2 separate regions of the Nothobranchius furzeri genome follow, and region 1 is linked to region 2. A link is a contact called in public Micro-C data. All regions are on one chromosome and are shown on one strand. The core of a region is the stretch at or near the end of the contact, and the rest is flanking DNA. Distances in the headings are between cores, read along the strand shown.

Region 1 (2,831 bases), core at 215-2,714, 36 kb after region 2:
TCACTCACTTCATTATTTAAGTGTATTTCAGTTATTTGAAGAGCCCCTCCTTTTAAAAGTAGTAAATACGTACTTTCTTACTTTCGTGAACTACTTCTCTTCAGAGAAATAAACCTTTCTTCTGCCGGATTGACGAGCTAGTGGATGTAAATATAAAATATCTCCATTCTCCAACATTAAGCACCTCATAGGGATGCTCCTAGGGATGCAACGATACCACTTTTTTCCAAACCGATGCGATACCGATACTAGGATCTGAGTACTCGCCAATACCGATACTTCTACCATACAAAAAAGGCAATGATTTGGAATACAGATTTTATTTTCATCTCTGCTTTCAACAGGAAAAGACCGTGAGGTAGATAAAAAGTAAAATATATGAATGGAAATTATCACAAAACTAAAATATTAGGTGAACAGAAATGACAAGTTACAGTGAAGCCTTTTTCAAGCAACTGCATTGGTATCGGTTCCTGGTATCGGTTAACTTTTGCCGATACTGGCATTGGTATCGCTTCGGTACCGATATCAGTATCGGTATCGGTGCATCCCTAGATGCTCCTATCGGATCATGTGGTCGGAAACGAGGCCATATCATGTGATATTTAAATGTTTGGAATTGGGTGCGAAAGATTGAATTCATCCATATGAAACAAGATTTTAAATCAGTCCTCAGGTGGAGATTTTCAAATGCAACAACGATGGCTTAGCTTTCATTTTAACGAGTTCCACCTACATCGATATTCATTGTTGCACAAATGACAACACCATGATGTCACAATTAACTGTAGGCAAGGAAATTAGGCACTATAACATTGAGCTGTTAGCTTAGTCAGTATGGCTCCCCATCACTGATTTGTTTATATTACAACAGAATAGATGACATCATCCTCAGAAAAACGCTGGTTTTTTGTTAAATTATGCTGCTAATTGTCAGCCTGTGTCATAATTATCACGCTCACACACGTCACAGTCCTGCTGCATGCGTTTGGGGGGAATTCAACCCTTCAGTGGAAGGGCCTTTGTGTGAAAAACAGGCTTAACATTGCTCGCATGTAAGGAGGCAAAGCTGAGTGCTGCTCGTTTCCCATCAGTGAGTAACAGGACTGGTCAGCCATGTTTAATGTGATCAGCTGCTGGACTGGATCACACATCGCTGCTCTGCTCCGATTGTGTTGATATGGTTCAAAAACTCAGGTGGATGATATGTGTACTTTTGTGGCATTTTCTTCTTTAACAAAACATTTGAGTCCTAACGACTCGATGTTTTATTGTCTTAGTTAAAACAAATTTTTTCTTGCATTTAATTTGTATTTATTCCTATCAAATAAGTGGAAAAGGTCCAGAAAAAGGAAACTTTATATGGTAGACTTGCATTAGTACTGAGGCAGAAGAGTCGCAGGAAGTGAATCATCCTGATGTAATCCAAACATCCCAGTTCGTCTGGATGAAGCTGACTAAAAACCTCAGAGTGAATCTCTTCAGTAAGCTGTGACGAATGCTCGGCGATGTGTCACAGATAAAGGGCTGTGCTCATTTCATGTGTCCTTAAATGATTTCTGTAGATGTGTGGATGTTTTGAGCCAAAGGAGGTTCTAGTGAACCTAACTGATCCAACCACCCAGGTAGGAAAAACAAAGGTGTCCTTATGTCATCCCAAGGAAAGCATTTGTCCTTATTCCTTCGTTGGATAGGCAGCTGTTGTTGTTTATCTCTGCTTCAAGCAGATTTCTCCCATGACAACACAGCGGCGACACGCTGACTCCATCTGGTTTCAGGTCTTTGTGATATTCGCAGTGAAGGGGTTAAAGACACCTGTCTGCCTTGTAAGCTCCGCCCCCTCACCAGCCAGAGTGTAACCCATTAATGGTGGCACAGCTGGCATGCTCCAGTGGGAGTGACCCACCCTGGCATCATTCAGATCTCCCCACACCATCTGTCAGCCCTTTTGTAGGGTGTGTGTGTGTGTGTGTGTGTGTGTGTGTGTGTGTGTGTGTGTGTGTGTGTGTGTGTGTGAGAGAGAGAGAGAGAAATGAAATGTACCTTTTCCATATCCTCACACCTCTTAATTGATAGCAGTGATTGTTGTTCTCATTAGTTATTCATGTTCCCTTCCTACATGACCGGAAAAGCTTGTTCAGCTGTCCTAGTTGTCCCTGTCTGTGACCTCCTTCTGGTCATGCTTGCCCCCTCCTGGCCACTCGTGGTAGAGCTCAGCAGAAGGGTTGGATGTTCCCATCTCTAATCAGCATTGATATTTTTACTTGCACGTGGCCTGTTGGATCCAATAAGCACCACTCAGTGAGTTTATGTTCTAATTACTGCTTTTAGTTGCTGTTTTATAGGCTTGTCTGAACGCTTTGCAGATGTTGGTAAAAATGTTTAAGATGATTACAAATCTCAGGAGATTATTTAATGCTTCTGTTCAAGACAAATGATCACTATGTGGACACTGTTTACTGACTATGATAATGTGGATGAAAGACGTAGATGTATGCATATGCAGAAATGATTTGTGTCCTATTTGGCTTCTTATGCAAATCATTGGTTAATGGAACACAGCAGTTTCCTGCTCCTTTGCCCTACTGGCTGAAAGTTGAATTACAACTACCATAAACAATGCTGCCGCAGTGCTACCAATGAGCAAACACTATTATGAGCCAAGTCTTACTAAATAAGCCACTAATAAAAAAGATCCACATTGTTGGACAAACAATATTATTACTTACAAGTCCAGCAGCAACAAAGCCAGGTAATCATCAGCCTTTTTCAGCTTCTTCAAACTAGTGTAGGCCACGCCGCTGTTTACTCTGGTTTTAGCTCTTTGCTTC
Region 2 (2,700 bases), core at 150-2,649:
CTTCTCTACCTGTGGACATTTTCGCTCTGTTTGTGTGAGAGATCTTGACATGTTAAGGGTCTCCACTCCTCATCCTTTTGCTGGATCAGCTCATAACCCGATCCACATGATGATGCATCTGCATGCCTTGGTAAAAAGAATGTTATTGACCCTTGTGCACAAGGGAGAACATGCACACAGCAACTGTGATTTTCCTCTGAGTCTGCCAACCCTTGATTGGTGCAGCAGCCTCACCCATGTGTCAGACTACCCCCCATGCCTCTGAGACCCATTCTGCTTTTAACGGGCTCTGAGGCTGGAGCTGGATGCATCCCAAAGGGCATGCCTCTTGAAGCAAACCTGCTGAATATCCTCCATTGATTGCAAAAAAAAAAAAAAAAAGACTCCTCTCTCCAAAAAACCAACTGAAGTGTGTGAAGTTTACATATTTTACCCATCTGCCTTCTTTGGCAACACCGCCACCTTACCTTAACACTTTTAACCCTTATGGCTTCATTCAGCTGATCCCTCCAAGCAAATGATCTTCTGTTGAACTTTGTCCATCAGGAGTAATGGGATCCTCCTGGGAGTTTTGAAAGGGAATCATTGGACACCTGGTTTCAGTTTAATGTCATATTTCACAGTTTAGGGACAGGACGTCTGACACCAACTCACGCATGAATAAGCTTTCTGTGATCTTTTTTTCTGTACATTTCAGCTTTAATCACCACACTTCCTTGCCTAGAAATATAGATAGTCCGACCGTGGCAGAAGCAAGACGATTTTTCTCTGCATAGATGAATAGGATGGCCTGCCTCTTCCTCCTCTGCAGTGGCACAAACACTCCTTGGTAGAGTAGAAGTATGTGCAATCTGCCAGTTAAGTCCTCCACACTTACCGCTGCTATACTATAAAGTAAAGAATATACATTCACGATCCTTTGGGTTTGATAAAATCTCTAAATAAGTCACCCAAGAGTGACGAGCGAAAACCACATCAAGGGGTTTAGATGTGTTCTGTGGCGCTGACGCAGAGCAGCAAAGCGCCGGATGGGACTAAATCACCCGCTGTGACCCGCCGCCATCTTGCTTAGGCACATCCAGCTTGTGTGTGAGTCAGCTCGGGGCGGCGGTGGCTGGGCTAGCCCGTGTGTGTGTGAAAGTGTGTGTGCGCGTGAGTCTGAAGGGTTTCAGTGGAGATGCAGAAAGAAAGGGCTGTTTCGAGGAAGTGACGGACGACGCTCGGAAGGCTGGTCAGAGGAAGTTTGCCCGGTAATGGCTCCGTGCTGCTGAGCGAAACTTTTCCCTCTCGCGAGCAGCGGAAGCATCGTGGATCGGGACAGATCCAGCGGCGGAGGAAGAGGCTTTTGTTTGGTTTCGCCGTTCCGAGGAATAACTTGAGTCTGGGAGAAGGAGCGGGTCGCAGAGGAATTTCACCCCCCATAACCAATCTCCCCCCTTCCCTCCCCCCCTGTATCCCCCCGCGCCTCGGATATTTTCCCTGGGATTAGCAATGGGGAAGGAGCAGGAGCTCCTAGACGCGGCGCGCACCGGGAACCTGGCCGCGGTGGAGAAGCTTTTGTCCGGGAAGCGACAGTCCACCGGCGGCTCGTCTGGGACCGCTGGAAGCGGCACCGGCGGCGGCCACGGCGCCTCCTCTCACCCGCTCTCCAGCCTCCTCAGGTAGGAAGCAGCCAGCCGGCGGCTCTGGTGTGTTCCTGTCAAACACACCATCTAATCTCCAGGAGATGCGTGTTTAGCTCCACCACAGCCCGACCTAGCAGCAGCAGCATGCTCCTTTGTTCAGCCCAGACCCCTGGTGTTCCTCTAATGTCCATAAAAGGCAACTTCAAATGCAACATTCAGCAATTATTCTAAAGCAGAGTTTCCTTTTTAATGGCGAGCTCAATGACCGGAAGTCCTCAGTGGGAGCTCACCTCTGATGTGGTTCTGCCACTTCCATAAAAGCTGCTGGGAAGGTTCCGCTCATCTGTTGATTTTAAGTGTATTTTATTAATATTCTCATCAATAATCCGTAAACCAAGCATGCTGCGTGCAGACAGTCTGACGTGGAGGCCTGATAGACAGAAGAGATGTTGGTACTACTGACTCACTGTTCCATCATCCAGCAGATGCTGGGTTTTTATTAGAGCTGATGAATGGGATGAGTTTCATTTTGTCCTACAGATGTTATCTAAGTTATGAGTTTACAGCTACAGAGGAGATGTATTTTGTCTTTCAGCCCTACACATCTGTATTATCAAAGCAAGAGTATTTTTATATAGTTATTCCAGACAGTAAGCTAAAAAAAACCCATTTGATTGGAGGTGAGAAACACAACCCAGAGCGCCACACAGGTGAACCTTTGCCACACCTTGTCCCAGTGGGAGTCCTGGTGCCTGCCACCTCCATCTGAGGGCTCCATGTGCTGCACTACAGCGTTACTTAGCACACACTGCCAAGTGTGCTCGGTGTAATCACATTAAACCCATCTAATCGAATATCCAATTCAGACACACCGTGCAGTCGATGCTGGCTCACAGTTTCACTCTCAGGTTTGGAGGCAGCCTGACGTGCCCATTGTGTCATCTACTTGAGCAATCAGTGTTTGGCAACGGGAACTCTGGGAAATAATTGGCTAGGCCGTGCAGGAAATGATTATACTGCTGGTAAAAACCTGCTTCCCGTGGACTCCTGATCTCAGTGGGCAGCTGGTGAGACT

Evidence for each region. Hi-C and Micro-C count contacts between places; a contact is called where the count stands out from the background.
Region 1: a Micro-C map of tail fin shows a contact between it and region 2, with 16 times the contacts expected there. The contact joins the enhancer-like site here to the promoter of LOC107390374 in region 2. A contact is called at or near these places in 2 of 2 Hi-C or Micro-C datasets (skeletal muscle and tail fin).

Annotation. Positions count from the first base shown.
Region 1 is chr15:36,812,512-36,815,342 of NfurGRZ-RIMD1, forward strand. All of the region lies in intron 4 of LOC107390374 (ankyrin repeat and SAM domain-containing protein 1A), which reads left to right. Among protein-coding and RNA genes, the nearest start is that of LOC107390374, 36 kb to the left of the region's middle. Within about 2 kb of position 1,465, at least 1 of the 3 cell types and tissues checked has an H3K27ac peak or open chromatin away from gene starts, as enhancers often do. A contact at or near this core is called in tail fin, where this site is marked.
Region 2 is chr15:36,776,115-36,778,814 of NfurGRZ-RIMD1, forward strand. It overlaps LOC107390374 (ankyrin repeat and SAM domain-containing protein 1A), which reads left to right and starts at 1,400. Exons shown (of 28, transcript XM_015967032.3): 1 at 1,400-1,661. The coding sequence starts at 1,492.